2 separate regions of the Macaca mulatta genome follow, and region 2 is linked to region 1. Evidence: chromatin contacts called from public Hi-C data. All regions are on one chromosome and are shown on one strand. The core of a region is the stretch at or near the end of the contact, and the rest is flanking DNA. Distances in the headings are between cores, read along the strand shown.

The links. Hi-C and Micro-C count contacts between places; a contact is called where the count stands out from the background.
Region 2: a Hi-C map of blood shows a contact between it and region 1, with 3 times the contacts expected there. The contact joins the promoter of TEX10 here to the enhancer-like site in region 1. A contact is called at or near these places in 3 of 14 Hi-C or Micro-C datasets (blood, cortical neurons and fetal cortex germinal zone).

Annotation. Positions count from the first base shown.
Region 1 is chr15:57,797,619-57,803,196 of T2T-MMU8v2.0, reverse strand. No RefSeq gene overlaps it. Among named protein-coding and RNA genes, the nearest start is that of CAVIN4, 21 kb to the left of the region's middle. Within about 2 kb of position 2,821, at least 18 of the 40 cell types and tissues checked have an H3K27ac peak or open chromatin away from gene starts, as enhancers often do. A contact at or near this core is called in blood, where this site is marked.
Region 2 is chr15:58,049,155-58,054,732 of T2T-MMU8v2.0, reverse strand. TEX10 (testis expressed 10) reads right to left here and starts at 2,700. Exons shown (of 15, transcript XM_028835022.2): 1 at 2,534-2,700.

The sequences.
Region 1 (5,578 bases), core at 1,572-4,071:
TTCTAGTGGTGGCCCTCCAAAGGTAGCTGTGGTTTGTTGTATGGTGTTTAAGGGTGTGTGTATTCCAAACCTGTGCTTGCATCAGGTTGGCATTGATTTACAAAGGGAGTCTACTGTGTAGGGCATGGTGGAATGAAGTTCAAGGCAGCATGGTGGAATGAAGTTCAAGCCAGCATGGAGATACTGAAAGTCGTGAAGTTGAGTGTTTCCACAAGCTTAGGTGGGGTATTTCAGTGTAGCAATCAAGAGCTTTAGCTTTATAACTGGACAACTGGCTTTGTGTCTGCCATTTACTGACTGTGAGAACTTGGGCAAATTATATTATCTGAACCCAGTTTCTAAATAGTACCCACCTAAAGGTGTTATATTAAGCCAGATATTTTATGGAATGCACTTAGCACACTTAGCATTTAGTAAGCAGTCAAAAATAGCTAGGCGTTATTGTTTAGAAGGACTACAAGTAGCCTCTAGAGATAGAGAAGCAGGCTATTGTAATAAAGATATCTGCATTACAATTTTTTTTTTTTTGCTCCTAGCATTTAACATTAACAGAATTTAGTTTGAAACCATTTTGTAGATGTATATGATCCATTTTATCTACTTTGATTGTGGGCAGTTGAATATTCTGCTTAACTAAGACATAGCATTTTTACTACATAGAGATTAAAATCACCCAGTGGCTTTCATAACTTTTAGGAGAAAAAGGCTCAAATATGAGCTCTGCAGGATCTGGCTCCCACATGCCTAACTTCATCCTCATCTCTTATTCTTCTTCCTCAGTTTCTGCATTCCGGAGACACTGGCCTCTCAGATCCTCCAATGCCTTATCCAACCCGTCTCAGGACCTTTGCATTCCTACTCCCCTCCCAACCAACTAAGCACACACCTAATTAACTTCTGTTCATCTTTCGGATTCCATTGAAAATGATACTTCTTCAGGGACGCTTTCCATGCCTCTACATCACTCCCTGATGGGGAAAGCCTCCACTGTGATACAACAAGAACACGTACTGTAGTTTAAAAGTATATATTTAGGTACTTATTCACTCAGCTAGACTGTAAGCCCCTTGAGCACTGGCACTGTGTCTGCTCAGCCCATTACTCTGTCCCTGCCACAGTGCCTCAGATAGAGTGGTCTGAAAAGAGAAGGATTTTATTTGAAAATTAAAATGTAGCAATAGGTAAAACACTTGGTGACTATGAGGGGTGTAGTGGGTTCTAGATTCCCTCTAAGACTTGTCACTCATCCCTCCAGATGCTGGGAATTTTGATGGCTGATGGCTCTCACCCAAGTCTGTCTCCAGAAATTGCCCTCAGCAGAGAGAGCCACCTCACCTAAGGTCATGCCCCTTCCTGAGAGCAGCCCACGCTGAGTGACAGGTTGACTGGGGGGTATGTGTGTGGCTCCTGGCTTCAGCCGTGAAGGACCTTCCTGGGTCCAGAGCTTGCCATAACATTGGCTGAAGCCTCGGTTTAAACCTCATTAACTGTTCAACTCCTGTCTCCATCCTGCATCCTTCAGCACTCACAGGTGCTGTTCATGAGAGCATCACGCAAACCACCTACAATATCTCCGAGTCTGTTTCCTAGGGAACCCGGCCCACAGCTGGGCATGATGGAGAGGGAGGAGTCTAAGGTGGCTCCTGGATTTCTGGCTTGAGACAGCACATGATTCTATCCATTGAGAAGAGGGACAAAGAAGAAAGTGTACAGAAGTTGAAGCAGGTTTGCTGGAAAAGATACGGTTTAGGGGTGCTAAGTCTGAGGTGCCTGTGGGATAGCAGGAGTTTGAAGCTCAGAGGAAAGGTCTAGGCTAGAGGTACAGATTTGGGAGTCATCAGCACAGCAAAAACAATGACATTAAAGATATCTTCACCCCATACAAGTGTGGAGTGTGAAAAAAACAAAACAGGAAGCATGTGTCCTGGGAGCCAACAGAAATGGGCAGGGAAAGGAAGACACACCCGTGGCAAATAGGGTGATCAGAGAGTTTTGAAAACTGGGAGTGTGAGCATTGTGGATGACAGAGGGATTTGAAGCAGTTTCAGATATATGTGTCAGGAACTGCAGAGACAGCAGCCTGGAAAAGTGCTCATTGGGGTGCATGACAAGGTCGCTGAGGACCTTGCTGGTAGCAGTTTGAGTGGGGTAGGCTTGAGTAAGCAGCCAGATTCCAGTGAGTTGGGTAGATGGGATGGGAGGAGAAGAGAGAAATGTGATAATCTTTGATAACTCTCAAGAGATGGGACAGGAGAGGTAGGTAGGGACAGGAAGGAGCACAGAAAACAGGAGGGTATTTGTAAATAATGGGGGAGACAGGCTGAAGGAGAAGGCCCAGCCAAGAAGGGATAAAGTGAAGGCCGCAGGTGTGGCAACTGGTTAAAATTCTCCAGCAGGTGTAAGATGGCTGAGCAAACAAAATTACTCCTGGAGAGGAAGAACCAAATCTCAGGCGCCAGAAGTGACGGAAGCAGGTAACAACAGCCACAATTTATTATGCTCTTTCAGGCAAGGAACTTTAAGTACTTTAACCCTTACAACAAATCTACACTCGAATACCACGCACCTGGCCGGAGCAGGTGCGGCTGCGGAGGCATAACCTCGGCTCTCTCCCCGGAACCCCTCCCAGTCCCCAGGTAGGCGGGGGAGCGTACGCTGCGGCAGGACCAGGTGGTTCCAGAAGCCACCTCTCTCTCTAGAAACCGGCTCCGCAGGCTAGGAGGAGGGAATTTTGCATTTCCCCGCGCCGGGGCCAGGGAAGAGCCACGTGAAAAGCGCTAATGGCGTAACGCATGCGCGTCGCGGAGCGCGGGTGCCGTGCCGGCTCCTTGGCGCAGGCGCCGAGGTCTGCGAGGTGGGTGTTCTCTTCCCGTGTCCGTCAGCTTCCAGGTTCAGCGCCTGGCGTCAGTCCGGTTTCTTTTGTAGGAATGCCTGTTAATTCCTGTCGCAATCTAGCCGTCTACCTATAGGAAATTTGTTAAAATATAGTGATATACATATGACGGGCTATTTTTGCAGCTCCACTCACGCAAACCAGAAATGTAAATTACTCCCTTGTCTTGGTCTCCTTATAGTTGAAAAATTGTTCTCTCCTGGCACTGTTCTATTTATGGCTGGCGACCGAGCCGTTTAAGCTTTGCAGTTTCTGTCTCGTTGGTTGAATTAGACTTAGGAACAAATTGTACATATGATGACAAGAGGGCAATGATGAGTGAGTTTTTCCTGGGCCAAGCGGGTCAGTGGTAGGGAGCTGGGGCCACTTGGAAAAAAAAATTCTCCTTAAGACACTTCCTGTCGAAGGTGAGAGCTCAGCAGAAGGGGCTTGGAGCCTTACTGTCAGATGCGTGAGTTGAGGGGGTTGTTTTCAGGAATCCGCTGGAGGGGAGGCATTGCTTAAGGAAACTTTGAAAGAGCTCCACAAGGGGAAAAAGAAAAAAAAAAATCAGCTTTGAGAATTTGCCACACCTGAAAGGCACCATTCTCCAGATTTCTTGGATGGGAATGAAACAGCAGTGCACTGCATCCCTTGGACTGCAAGCTCCCTGAGTGGTCCCTCAGAGGCCTCTTTGGTAAGCTTGAGGTTAGAGGCAGGCCCCTCAACACCACTTCCTTTGGTTGGGGGTTCAGCAGATCTCCCCAAAGGATCCTCACCTGACCTTTCTTCCCATCTCTACTCTTTGACCTCATATCTTCTTTATGGACAGATAATGAATTCAAGGTTTTAGCCAAGTCCTGCTTTGCAAATCCACTAGGATGGTCTGTTTCACTACTGATTTTGAGATATGGATTCACACTTCCAAAATGAGAAGAATCTTAGCTTGGTACTGCAGCATTATGCAAGCCAACCTTCAAGCAAGCAACACTTTCATGGAACAAAAGAGCTTACTCAAATCTCAGAAACCACGACTACCCCTACATTCAGGTTTGTCAAAATCCTGGTTCCACCAACCAGCAGAACTCGATTCTTTCTCAGCACACTTCCTGTGTGTGCCATTATATTGAGAGAGCTGAATTCAGAGGGGTACCGGGAGAGAGAAACTGTTCTTTTCCCACTGACCATCTTCTTTTTTTTTTTTTTAATTATACTTTAAGTTCTAGGGGACATGTGCACAATGTGCAGGTTTGTTACATATGTATACATGTGCTCAGGCATATTCTTATAACTTCTTATAACGTCACTGTCAGATAATAAAAAAAGTCTTCTAGTTACTTTTAGACCCAAGAGTAATCTTATTTGAGTTATTAAAATTCCAGTCCAATATCAAAATCATATAACAACTTTATCCAATTGAAAACTCTCCACCTTCAGTGAAGTCATAAACACACACACACACACACACACACACACACACACACACACTGAAGGGTTTATTTAAAAAACAATAGTCGGTCGGCACGGTGGCTCACGCCTGTAATCCCAGCACTTTGGGAGGCCGAGGCAGGTGGATTACGGTCAGGAGATGGAGACCATCCTGGCTAACACGGTGAAACCCCGTCTCAACTAAAAATACAAAAAATTAGCCGGGCACGGTGGCGGGCGCCTGTAGTCCCAGCTACTCAGGAGGCTGAGGCAGGAGAATGGTGTGAACCCAGGAGGCAGAGCTTGCAGTGAGCCAAGATCGTGCCACTACACGCCAGCCTGGGCGACAGAGCGAGACTCCATCTAAAAAAAAAAAAAAGCAATAGTCACTTGCCCTACTTCTCTCTCCAGCCACAGTTCTCCTGCCTAGAGGAAACCATTCTAAATGCTTATTTTTGTGTTTAGTAAATTGTAGTTGTTGATAAATTTACATCAACCCTGGCTTCTCGGTGGGTACTCAGATTCTGCTACTTGGCGATTTAATGTTTGGGAGACATGAGAGATGACTCAGAGATAGGCTGTGACTCTTCACCTCTTCACCTGGACTCCCCTCCCCCCATTTTCTTGAGATAGCAGGTAGATCAAAGGCCTATATGAAGCCCCAAAAGGCCAAGATTGCTGGCTGTCAGCCAAAAGGCCTTGTCACAAGTCATGCTCGCTGTTGTCTAGTAATTTTTTAGATCCAAAGGCCTGCCCTCATGGGCCTGGCTGTGACAGTGTTTGCTTGCATGGATTGGGCGTGGCTTTTGTTGGAACTGATGTTCTTGTTAAGCCTGGCAAGTCTGTCTCTTGGGAGCAACACTACTCGTTTGCCTTTTGTATACAAAGAATGGACTCCACACAGCTGGTGCTGCCAATCTCTTGTCTTAGGACCTGTGTATGACAGCTGACTCTCCTTGGTCTCTTAGCCATGCCTTTCGAGGCAGCTCTTCTGCAAGGTCAGTGAGCACAGGGACATAAGCCATGCTACTTGGTGTCCTTCCCATAGTCCATTGGGAACTTGCTCATGTATTTGTTCCAGAACCTATAGGTTATCATCTCCTCTTCTTCCCTCTCCTAGGCTACTTAAGCACCTCCTAAATGGTTTATTTGTATGCATTCTTACTCTTCTTCTAGAAAGCTCTCCATTTAAGAGGCCAATGTTTGCTGGTTATCAATTTATGGTCTCTCAGTTTCAAATCCACTCTGCATAGGCTTCTCTGGCCGGGTCCCTTAAAT
Region 2 (5,578 bases), core at 1,451-3,950, 250 kb before region 1:
ATTTTCAAGAAGTCCTTTATTTTTACCATTCAATACCTTCCTCACTGGTACTCTTGGCTACTATCTAGTGTCTACTCTCTAGTCCACCGGACCTTTACCAGAGAGCTCTCTCTAAACACAGATCTCAAGACCAAGACTCAAGAGCTCTCAGTTGTTCTACTCCTCATACACAGTAAAACCTCCTTAGCAGAACATAGGAGGTCCTTCCTAAAGTGGCCCCATCCATCCTCTCCAGCTTTATCTTCCCACAAGCTAACCTCTATCTAAAACAATAGCCTCTTCTACCTGGAACCAGCTAAATTCTTCTTGAAGCCTTTTCCACAACCGAGAACAACGAACTCTGCGTTCCACTGTACACGACTTGAATAGGGTAAGTACCTCTGGAATATATAAAACTTCCCCTAATCGCCTGGTTTATCATAATTATCCTGTGCCTGGCCATAAAAAGCGGGACAGTGCTACACACGAGGGTATGAAAAAAATGGGTAAAATGGAAATTTCCATTATTACAATATTAATAAAATGGCCAGTGCAATACTGAGCAGCTCAAGTTCAAGGAATTCAGAAGCTAATCAGCTATGACAATATATCCAAATTCACTTAATTACAGGGTTATATTAGATCGCCATGAGGTAGGATTTCCCACAGGTGAAGAACCAATTCTACAACCAAATTGATTAGGTTCTTATCCAGACTCCGACGCTTTCTAGCTGTACACTGTCCCAATTTCTATCTACAAAATAGGGATAATCATACACAACTGTAAAACACTCAGAACTGTGCCTGGTACACGGTTAAATATGTATGCTCTAAGCATAAACATGTACGTGTCCCTCAAGTCTCAGGATCAGTACGTACCAAGCCCGGTACTAGATGCAGTGTGTACCTCAGTATACAATCTGCATAGAACCATGCAAGGTAGGTGGTACTAAACACGTTTTAGCAAGGCACCTCAGAAAAGTTTGGAAGTCACGCCTTTATCAAGAAGTTGAAAACGGATTCATTCACAGAACTGAGCTCTGCAAAACCACCTTGAACATACCAGAATTAACCTGAAGACTGGAAGTCTTCGTGGCAAAACCGTTTGGCTTATTTCATTCGTCCCTATTCCCAAATTTTCATCTCACCCACACCCCTAGTTACCTTAGTCTGAAAGAAAAAGCTGGGGGTGGGTGGGTGGGTATAAGGCCTAAAAAGAAGGCCATGATACTCACCTGGCCTCTTTTAATATAAAAATGGTTTTCATTAATTAAGCAAGGACACTTTGTGAGCTTTTCCTACAATTTTATTACTAGCTGGTACCAGAGACTAAAGTAAATAATACAGGACATTCAGAAAAATTAACTCCCTTCTTCCCCCAGTCCTGTGGGTTCTATTTAGCCATTAACAACCTGATGGATCTTCGACAGTCTACTGTCAACTTTATGCCATATTATCTATCGCTTTGTATTAGTCACGTTAATGCTTTCTCTACTAGGAAAATTAAGAGGGCTGATTGACCTTCCTTGACTTTTCAAACCGAGTAGTATTATTATGGGACACAAAGCATTTTTATGCGAAGAATTCTCAAAGTTCTACTAGTAATTGACTTTAACTTATAACAAAGATTTTCATAACACAGCAAATCAAAAAGTCCCACTAAGCCACTTTTACAGTAGCCGATTTTTAGCAAAAGGTAGGAATGCCAGGAACTCACATCACTAGTCCTTAAGTTTGCGATCCCCGATAGTTTCAAAGCTGAATGTCACACATTACTACTTTAGGTCTTTTCTAATTCCAACAAAAGGCAGATCCTAGAGTTTTTAGGATTTCAATCGAACTAAATTCCAACTATTAATAGTTTGCCTGCCACCTTCTTACCTTTCCTCATTTCCAACTTCTTTTCCAAAAAAACAACAAAAAAAAAAAACCAGAGAGAAGGATCGTACTGCACTCGGCCTTTGGTAATTTCCTCCCCAATCCCTTAAACTCAGGAGTTCCTCCAAACTCCACTGAGGGGCCAACCAGAGGCGATAGATTTCCCAAAAAGCAAATGGTCCGGGCAGGGGCGACCCCAGAAAACTGGTGGTCCCCTTCCACTCGCTTAACTCTCCCGCCTGGGCGACCAGAGGGTGGAACAGGGGACGCCAGCTCATCCCCACTCCGTACTCGGTCCTGCATCCATCCCAGAGGTGAACACACCGTGGGTTTTAGGAAACCATCGTTCCTTCTACTCCAAGGGACGCTGGCCAGGACCAGAGTCGGGGAAGTGGGGCCCGATTCACACACCCCGGCCTAAAACTCTCTCGGACCCGAAACCGGGCGAACCCGCCCAGTCATCTGAAGCTCCACAAACGCCGAGGGGGTCCCGCCCCCGCAGTGCCGGCCGCACACCCAGGCCCAGCTCCAAGGGACGTTGCGGCCCAGACCCGGTGGGCGCACATCGTCCACGGCCGACCCTGCCCGCTTGGGCCGCGGATCGGGGGGCGACGGCCCCACCACGCTCAGTCCCGCGCCCCGGGAGGACCCGGCCCGACGGACGACTGCCGCTCACCTGAGGACCCGGCCGCGGCCGGGGCGCGGAGCCCGAGGGGAAAGCGAGCGAGCAGAAGCCCACGGGGCGACAGCGTGTACCGCCGGCCTCAGACTCTGGCTCCCGGAGCGTGTTTTCAAATAGCCTCGTCCTCACGCGGCCGCGTCTCCTTCCGCCGCCCGGAAATCAGGGCCCCTCCCCCTCCCCCTTGTGCTCACGTGATCGCAGCCCGCAGCCGCGCGCAGCCAGGGAGGCGGGAGCGGGAGCAGTGGGCCCCGCCCACAGAGGAGGGGACCGCGCCGGAAGCCCCCTGCTTAGTGGGAACTGGAGGGAGGACAGCGCAAGGTCCCGGGACAAAGGGTGGCGCATAAGTCCAGCTCATAACTTCATGGGCAAGCAACTTAGGGGACGTGGGCCTGGTTATAGCTGAGCATGCCTTTTATCTTCCCCCCAGACCACAGTTCTTCAGACCTGGAGCCACTTTCAGAGAAGAGTATAAATTGAACTGAATTGAAAAAGGGAAAAGTTTTGGACTGCTGAAGATGGAATTCTTGGGGACATTAAACTGGGCTGAGATGGAACAGATAAGATTTCCTTAATTAGAGCAAGACACACCTAGTATCTAGAGCCTGAAAGTCTTGGTCAAGGATTCTCCCTAACATTTCAGTTTCTGAGCACTAACATTCCTGCTACTAAAATGAAGTGCGAGATTAATTTCTGAAGTAAAGAAATAAACTAAAATTTCTAGAAAAGAGATAAGAAGAATGAGCCTTTGAAAAACAGCCTTCACAAAGACTGGCATGATGGCATGGAAGAAAGAGCCCCAGGTAAGGACTTCAGACCTTGATTCAAATTTGTCTCTGCACCTCACCAGATATAAGAATTAGTAAAGCTGGCGAAGATAGGGACCCTCATTATATTGGGTAGGAATTCAAAGGAATGATGGGAGACCCAAGCACTGGAACTAAAACCATGCTTGTTCCATAATTGGAGATAAAGAGGCAGCGCGAGAGACCTTGCCCTCCCTTTGCTGGCAATATGGCCACATCACCACGATCTGCCTAGAATCCACCATAACCATAAATATTTGGGAGTCATTGGCATTATGTGGCATTATATTCTATTTAAAGCTATGAGAATAGATCAGAGGAAGAAAGATTTATTGCAAACCAGACATGTCCCCGGAACTTCAAACTTGTATCTAACAGTTTATTCAATGTTTCCTTCAGATATCCAATATACATCTCAAGGTCAACTTGTCCAAAACAGAACTATTGATGATATTCCCCTTGAAATCTACTCTTCATACAGCTTATTCATCTCAAATAGTAAGACCATCCTTGAAGTTACTCAAGCTGAAACCTTTGGGTTTTTGGTTTGGCCTCTTTCTTTCACACCTCACATCTAATCCATCTGGAGATTGACTCTACCTTTAAAGACATCCTAACTTTTACCAGTTAACATACCTCCCCTGCTACCATTCTGGTCCAAGCCACTTCTTGATCACTCCAAAAAGCTTCCAAACACATCTCCCTGTTTCCCTCATTGTCCCTCTTCCCTCTACAGTCTGGTATCAGCAGAGCAGCTGTGTGATTATTTTAAGATCTAGGTTAGATCAGATCACTCTTCTGCTCAAAACCCTTTAATGGCTCCCTCTTTCATTTAGAGTAAAAGCCAGAGTCCTTTCTAGGGCCTTCTCTTAGGCTGCTCTTGCATGGCTGTAAAGAAAAACCTGAGACTGAGTAATTTATAAAGAAAAGAGGTTTAATTGGCTCGTGGTTCTGCTGGCTTTACAGGAAGCATTATGTTGGCATCTGCCAGCTTTTGGTGAAGTCTCAGGTAGCTTTCAATGATAGCAGAAGGTGAAGGGGGAACAGGCATGTCACATGTTGAAAGCAGGAGCAAGATAGAGAGCAAGAGAGAAAGAGAGAGGTGCCACACACTTTTAAACAGCCAGGTCTCATGAGAACTATCACTAAAAAAAGCACCAAGCCATGAGGGATCCACTCTCATGACCCAAGCATGTCCCACCAGGCCCCACCTCCAGCATTGGGGATTACAACTCAACATGAGATTTGAGCAGGGACAAATATCCAAACCATATCAGTTCTCAAGCTCTTCCATGTTCTGACAGAGCCCCTTACTCTCTAAGCACTACACCTTCCACTCCCCTTTTTTACTCTGCTCCAGTCACACTTGCATCTTTACCTTCCTCAAACACCAGTGACACACTCCTGGCTTTGGACCTTTCCTTTAGTTTTTCTGTCTGCCTGAAACACTCTTCCCCAGTAAGTCCATGTGGCTAACTCTCTCTCCTGCCCTGAGTCCACTCAAATATCTTCTCAGGGAAGCCTACCCTGACCACCTCATTTAAAATCACAAATGACCTTCCCAGGACTTGGAATTCCTTTAGAACATATCACCTTCTAATATACCATGTGATTTACTTACTTATCATAACCATTATTTGATTCTGTCTCTCATCTACCACTAATATGTAAGTTTTACATGGGTCATTTGTTTTATTCCCTGGTATATTCCAAGTAGCTAGAGCAGTGTCTGGCACCTAGTAGGCCCTCAATAAATATTTGTTGAATAAATGTCTAGGAAGCACCTGCTACATAGTGGTGCTGAGCAAACACTAGCTCTTAATGTTTCCCTACTTTGCTGCAGGACAGAGTTTATAGACTCAGCCTATTAAGTGGGCCTGGTGGCTATGTAACTGACAGAAGTACTCTTGGCTTGACTGAAGGAAGCAGCAGATCTTCAGCAACAGTCAACTGTTGTCATGAGGAAATGCAAATCTTCTCATTTTTCAAGCAAAACCAGAAATCCAGTGTTTAAGTCCATTCTCTGGCAAATCTTCTCGTTTTTCAAGCAAAACCAGAAATCCAGTGTTTAAGTCCATTCTCTGCTGCTATAACAGAATACCACAGACTGGGTAATTTACAATGAATAGAAGTTTATTTGGCTAATGCTTCTGCAGCTGGGAAGTCCAAAACTGTGGCATCAGCATCTGGTGAGGGTCATCCATACCATGAGAGAAGGGCAGAAGGCAGAAGTGAG